2 separate regions of the Rattus norvegicus genome follow, and region 2 is linked to region 1. Evidence: chromatin contacts called from public Hi-C data. All regions are on one chromosome and are shown on one strand. Each heading gives the region's core, a stretch centred on a gene start, on an enhancer-like site or on the middle of the called end of the contact. The rest is flanking DNA. Distances are from core to core; before and after follow the strand shown. Region 1 holds the start of Gdnf (glial cell derived neurotrophic factor). Region 2 has its middle 48 kb from the start of Gdnf.

Region 1 (3,520 bases), core at 341-2,840:
GTTCAAGCAAAAGGCCGGGGAAGGGGAGGAATGCCGCTTTGCAAAATCCCTCTAGAGGAGGTGAGCCCTCTATTTTTAGGTTCTCAGCACCTTTGCAGCCCTCCTTCCCCGGGCTTAGCTTTCTCCCAGAACAAACCCAAAGAGGCTCAACGGTAAGCTACACTCCGAGCTATGATAACGCTGCAGTTGCACTCTGGAAAAGACGCTGGCGGCGGTGGGTTAGTAGAAAGCCAAGTCTCGCACGGTTGGTTCAGGGCTGTACAGAGCAGCGCCCTACCGAGCGAGGCAGGGGAATTACCCTCTTTGGCTTTTCAGGGTTCCAGGGCACCAGGGGCTCTGTCTGTATATTTTTTGATCACATGGAAAAGGCAACCTACCCTCCGCAAGGCTAGCCTCCCTCCGGTTCAACTTGTCTCCTGAGCTCCCGCTTGCCTTCCTACTTTACACTCAGTCGCCCGCTTGGGGTCCAGCCGCGCCCTTCTGGCTTCAGACCACACAGCCGCCGCCCGCCCGGTCCCCTCCAGCACGTTTCCCCTCTTACCTCGGATCCGGTCTCCGTAGACCCCCAGTTGGACATTAACTCCAAGTGGCCCGAATCCCATCCAGGAGACCCATCCGGACCGCGGGCAGGAGCGCGGGGCCCCGCCCAGGAGGTCGGGAGCAAGAGCACGCAATCCAGGGGTCGCGCCGGGCAGCGAGGACACGCAGGAGGCGGCGGCCACCGTGTCAGCCGCCGCCGCCGCCGCCGCGAGGAGGGCGAAGGCTGCCGACACCTCGCACACCGGCCTCTTGGATCCCAAGAAGACTAAGTCTGAGCAGCTTCCCCTGCCTTGGCTGAGGGGTGGCACGGCTGCGCGCGCGGCGCTCTGGGCTGGAGCAGCACCGGGCCCGGGCGCTGCGGGTGGCTCCGAGGCAGTCGCCTCACTCTGCACCTCCTCGGGGCGCGGTGGCTGCGAGTACGAGGCGGGCCTGTCTGCGGATGCCGAAGTCTTGCCTGGAGATCCGAACGAGACACCACGTCAAACCGCGCCGGCAGTCCCTTGAAGACATGAGGGCGCCAGGAGCGCAGGCTGGTGGTGGAGAGCCCGGGCCAGAGGGCCGGGATTGGGGAGTGGGGGGCGCGGAACCGGGAGGGGGAAGGGAGGGGTCCGGCGGCAACGGCGGCCTGAGTGTGGGGGAGGGACGGAGATCCCGGGAAGAGGCACCGGAGCTGCGGGGGCGCAGTACGGGGTGCGAGTGGGTGACTCCGTGAGCCTCTCCCGGGGGTGCAGGAACCGCCTCGGGGCTCGCGCTTTCTAGCGGGGTAGATCCACAGGAACGCGCGCGGAGCTCGGCTCACAGCAGCCCAAGGGGGCAATCGCAACTTGGTGACGGCGTCCTGCGCTCCGAGGGAGGGCGCTCTGTCTGCTGGAGGCTACCTCGGGGCTTTCCTCGTCCCCTTCGAAGGCTGTCCTTCCTCCTCGAGTGTCGTGCCCTCCCGGTTTTCTGCAGGGCAGAAGGCAGTGGCGAGAAGACAAGCAGCCTGCCGAAGTTTTCCCAGCACCAAGAAGAAGCGCGGAACAGCCAGGAGAGGAGAACAGAGTGTTTGCCAGGGGACGCTGCAAGTGGGATGCATTTATAGAGCTCTCACTGAGTGACGTGCCCGCCAGTGGCTTTTCTGATTCGCTTTCTGACCTAAACACACATTAGTTTAGTCCCCATGCTAGGGCCAACACGGTCTCCAAATATCTGCTGGCTGAAGTCAGAGGCTTTGCATATCATGTATTAGATGGCAAGCAATGAAGAAGGCTTCTGAGGCTGGCCGGCTTCTCAGACTTAGGCTCCATTTCCATGCTGTTGTAACAGAACACCAGACGTGGGGTAGGCACATACATTCAAAATCAACAATTCCAGAGGCGTAAGATCACTTTATCAGGAAGGGGTCAGGGGAGGTAGGACAAAACCTGCCTTTGTTCAGAGTTTTTAAAACGTATTTGGGGAACCTAAGCAAGGACAGGACTGGGGGGCAGTTTCCAGCGGGACTCAGCTTTCCTTCCAGAGCTCTGAAAATGTGAGAGGCCAGACCTTTTCTACATTTCTTCTGTTGGTTAGCTGAACACCAGAAGCCAGGAGCCTTCTTTGTAGAAGACAAGAGGAGGACAAGTCCTTGCACACCCTGCATATGGCTGAACTGTAAATACGATCCATCCACATAGGCGTGGATTTCTTTCTTTCTTTGATAGATGCTAAATAAGGTACGTCTCTGCTAAGGGAAACCTGTTTACAGGAAGCCACCGGATCAGAATTTAGTAGGATCTCCTTAATTTTATTAGTTGGAGACTGTGAAAGCATAAACAGGCTCAATTTACATCTACACCCCTCTTCTTTTATGACTCATCCGGTTGTTGGGGAGTATGTGTTCTGGAAGAAGCTGAGACAATAGAAAGGGGTAAGGTGGGGGGAAGATCACATATTATTACAAGTACCCAGAGTCAAAGATCAGCCACTTGGGAGGCTCGTCAGCGAAGTTGGTGTGGGCGGTGAAATTGTTCTTCCTAACATCACTGTGAATGAGAGATTACACTGAGGGCAAACCAACTCTTCCAAACAACACCTCGCCAGCAAGCAGGATGCTTCTCGATGTCTGCAGAAAGTGATGGGCGCTTCCTTCTTTGATGCATGGTAGCAATGTGCGGGGGCTTAGAAACCAGCTGAGGGGAAAGCTTAATGTACCCATTTCCAGGTCAGCATGATTTTGGAATCCGAAGCTGACTTGAATCAGGGTTGTTGTTTTTTAAAATCATAAATTTGTTTTTCTCATTTTAAGGCTTTTTACTAGAGAGGCCCACAAAAACGCCCGAATTTATTTAGGTCTTGCTGTGTGCTAGACCTTGAGTACTGTGATGACCAGGTGAGGGGCTCCAAGGGACAGATGCCACTGAGTTAACTGTGGAAGGAAGGCTGACCGGAATCTCCACCACTCAGCCACGTGTCACCCAAAAGCCTTCCGGAAAGGCCACTCAGCCAGGCCTCACGAAAACTGGATTGAAGTCCAGGAACTGGAAGGTCATTCAGGATGCAGCTCTGGGCTGGGGTTATCTAGCTGCCCCCTCAAAAACCAGGCATCTGCCTGTCTCTACTAATGGGGCTTAGCCGCCTGGACAATTCAGCTCTCTGTTCCCTGATTTCCTCCCCGTGTTCTTTGGCTTCTGCTCCTGCTACCAACTGCACAGCTCTCTGTTGATCTCATGTTTAAACTTCTTTAGGGAAAGTATCTGCTGCTAGGCACTCACAAAACATTTGAGCTGCACTGAACTTCTTAATCAGGCCTCCTTGTAGATGCCAGGTCACCTTGGAGATGCTCAGACCTCAGATCAGGTGCAATTCCTAGGCCAGTCATCTGAGTCCAAGTTGTTCACGTCTCAGAGAACAGCCTTTGTCCTCTGCTGAGGACCCTTCCTGGGCTACCTTTCCACTTTCTTTTCACAGCGGCTAGTCACACAGAGAGAGCTGTGTCCATGGCAGGCACTTGGAGTCTTAA
Region 2 (3,448 bases), core at 848-3,347, 47 kb before region 1:
CATGCCATAATTAAATGTGAGATCAATGTTTAAATATCAGTAGAAATCAGGCACCACCAATCAAAACTTTCTGATCAGTTTCCATAAACGATGAGGTTGAAGCTTAGTATGTGTGTCTCCCCCCCCCCCCCCACACACACACGGTTGAACACATAGCTGAGAGGTAGGGCACTTGGATGGTAAAACTAAAGCCCTGGATTCAATCCTCGGAATTACTGCCTTCCCCTGCAAAAATTAAATTTGGACACAAGAAAGGACAACAGAGATGGATACGCATGCGTGAATGGTAGAGGTCATGTGAGGACACATTGAGGAGAAAGGATATCTCAGAAGACACCAGACCTGCCACCTCCTTCATTTTTGACTTCTAGCCCACCTCTACAACAGACAAAAACAGTTGTTTCTGGGAGTGAAGCCACCCCCTCTGTGGCAGTTTCCTACAGTAGCCTTAAAAGTTGACTGTAACACCTTCCCATAAAACTGTAAATACTGGGCTCACGGAGGTTGTTGTCAAAATCTAGTGAGGTATTCGATCTAAGAAAAAGATTTAACCATAGGCCAGAGCAGCAAGTAGCAGGAATTTGGTTATGTAAAGGGCCAGCAGAATAGACCCAAGTCTCTCCACTGTAATATCAACTTAGCCTTACTAAAATGAACCTGCCTGTAATTGTGGACCAAACTCCTCATTTTTCTCGAGGTTTAGTTTGCCTTCTCTTGGTCCTTGAAAGATTTGTAGAGACAGTCCTTTGTCTTTTAAACGCAGACCAGAGAAACCGAAATCCAACTCCTCGTTTTATCCTGATAACTTTCTCAGCCATAATTAGTCATATTGGAGTCTTTTCACGTGGCTGAGAAGTCTACTTAACATTCAGATTGTTCTTTTAAAAATAGACATGGGTGAATGCAAATTATCCTGAGACCTTTGTGAAGACTTCAGACTCTGCAGGGCTCTGAGCAAAGGCCACTCTCTCAAGCAATTGCCTGTGCTTGCTTTTTAAGCCATTCCCCTCCCCACTCAGAGCTACTGCGGAGCCATTGAGATAAAATAAGGAAACACCCCACCCCAAAAAGGGACGTCTAGAAGTGAGGAAGGGCACACTGTCGGAAGCAGCAGAGAAGAAAATCCAGAATGTCTCAGTGGTGATTATGAAGTTGTCACCTCCCTGTACTGCCCCTTGAACTTCCTTCTGGATTGTTCAGTATTGGAAACAGAAGAAACCGGCCTAGGCTGATGGCTCCAGATGAGTGGGCATGTGGGGTCTTGAATTAAGCGTATGGAAGGGTCAGAACGGTAGGAGGCCAGGTTCGGAAATGCTTGTGTGGGATGAGAAGGGAGCAGCTGGATCCTCTTCAGTTCTCTCCCCTGAGTGTATTGGCAAGACTCAGCATATGAGCCACAGCAGGTGGTATAACATGCCCATTTTGAATTTCACCCAAATCCCAGAGAGCACAATTCACACAAGGGCATCTGAGTGAAGGCTGAGGTTTCTCCTCTGTGCCACCCAGCTTTTTGCAAATCCTGTCTCTTCATCCTGGACACTCTCCTCAGAGGCAGGGCAGCACAGAGTTTCTGTTTTGCTTCTAAAGAAACCAAGGCACAGGGACTTACCAGGAGACTTAAGTGAGCAGGTGCGGGTAAGCTGACTCTGTGATCAAGAGCTTCTGTGCCCCAAGGTGGCATTTTGTGGGTGTTGTCCATAAACATCTCAAATATAGGGAATGTCATCTGGTCTCAGAAGAATGCAGACCAGAGACCCCACAAAAGTCAAAGTTGTGACTGGGGTGTAAGTCATGCTCATGGGCAGTGTCCGGGTGGCACATAGCTGTGGTCATGGCTGCATTGCTAACTTCTCAGTCAGCCATTTGTCCCAGCAGTCATTCTTTAAGAAATAGGAGTTGAACCATTCCCCCTTTTGAAACCCAAAATGCCATCAGCGATGCTCTTCTTAATATAGTCCATTCTCACGATTTGCAGGAACCTTACAAGCTGCTGGGAAAAAGAAATCATTGCCTGGAGGGAGGCTCTTAGACACAAACTGTACTCGGTCAGTCCCTCAGAGGAGTGTGTCAGCACAGGGAGATGAGCCAATGCAAGCAGAGCTGTGTTCTGGAGCTTCTGGCTGCACTAGTCATTTGTGAGTAATGATTGGAAATGCTCAACCCTGGGTCCTATTCCCAGCTATATAAGTTCAACCTGAGACCTGGATGATGCTGAAACTGAGCGTCATAGGCACTTCCTCAAGAAGCACAATCAAGACAACATGCAGTGCTCATGTCCTTTCTGATTCTGAGCCTAAGTATGAGACGTATTTACTCAGAACTTGGCAGGGATGTGACTGAGCTGAGAGAGGAGACCCAAGCAGTTCTTCAGCCTTGGCCCATTGCAACCTCTTGATCTTGGCTTTATGAATGACGCAGTTTTTTCTCTAAATTCTTGAGGGTGCTGTGTGGTAGCAGTAACATTGAGTAAAATATGTACTTCTTTAAGATAAGACACCATTTGACATTGGCTTTCACTTTATCTTTGGATGGCCATTTCACCTCCTCAAGGTTGTCAGAATGAATTATTTCATTCATGAAGAAATGGAGACTCAGAGATGTGTTCTAGAGCCAGCAGTGACATCCAGCACCATCTTGCTGTCTGGAAAAATGTCCTGGGGACCCGATCTAAAAATGGCTATAGGAGAATGTATTGTGTGATGGTCTCTCATTGAAGACGTTATGGAGTTTGGCTGTAGTGATGGCTGGGTGTGGGGGTCGGGTGAGGTGGTCCTCTGGAATCTCGCATTGACATTTTCCATTCCTTTGATTCCTTGAGCACCAGGCCTCATCTGGAACACTATCAGGCTGTCAGTGTGACCGTATTTCTATTGCACTCTCCTGCTGTCTATATAAAGGACATAAGGTATCTGTGCCTACTGGCACTTGGTTCTGGGTAAAAGGGGTTCCGATTATTACACTACCCCACATGGTTACCCAAAGGATGTTTTAGATGATCAGGAAAAACTTAAGACTTTTATGTGACCACATATTCTCCTGTAATTGGGTTAGCTCTACACGACTAGTCCTCATGTTTGGGGTAGATTATAACAGGACTCAGAAACTTAGTTCTGGCCTAATTTCGTGTGATCTTGACAAATTTACTGATCTAGAGTCTCATTTTCTACATCTCCAATGTAAGGGTTTTTTTTAATAAATGTAAATATGTTTTTGACTTATTACTATTATTTTGCCAAAAATCATAATATTAGAATGATCCTAATAGCTGACATATTGCTATGCCTATAGAACCCATGCCTCACTCAGCCCACAACATGGAAAGTTCTTCTTGCAGGAGATGGAAACTAATGCAGAGACCCACAACTGGACGGTGTGCATAGACCCACAACTGGACGGTGTGCATAGACCCACAACTGGACGGTGTGCATAGACCCACAACTGGACGGTG

Evidence for each region. Hi-C and Micro-C count contacts between places; a contact is called where the count stands out from the background.
Region 2: a contact with region 1 is called in a Hi-C map of the A7r5 cell line, with 2.1 times the contacts expected there. The contact joins the enhancer-like site here to the promoter of Gdnf in region 1. A contact is called at or near these places in 3 of 12 Hi-C or Micro-C datasets (the A7r5 cell line, the Rat2 cell line and mammary epithelial cells).

The regions. Positions count from the first base shown.
Region 1 is chr2:58,619,397-58,622,916 of GRCr8, reverse strand. It overlaps Gdnf (glial cell derived neurotrophic factor), which reads right to left and starts at 1,590. Exons shown (of 3, transcript NM_019139.2): 1 at 542-1,590. The coding sequence starts at 602.
Region 2 is chr2:58,667,145-58,670,592 of GRCr8, reverse strand. No RefSeq gene overlaps it. Among named protein-coding and RNA genes, the nearest start is that of Gdnf, 48 kb to the right of the region's middle. Within about 2 kb of position 2,097, at least 10 of the 93 cell types and tissues checked have an H3K27ac peak or open chromatin away from gene starts, as enhancers often do. A contact at or near this core is called in the A7r5 cell line, where this site is marked.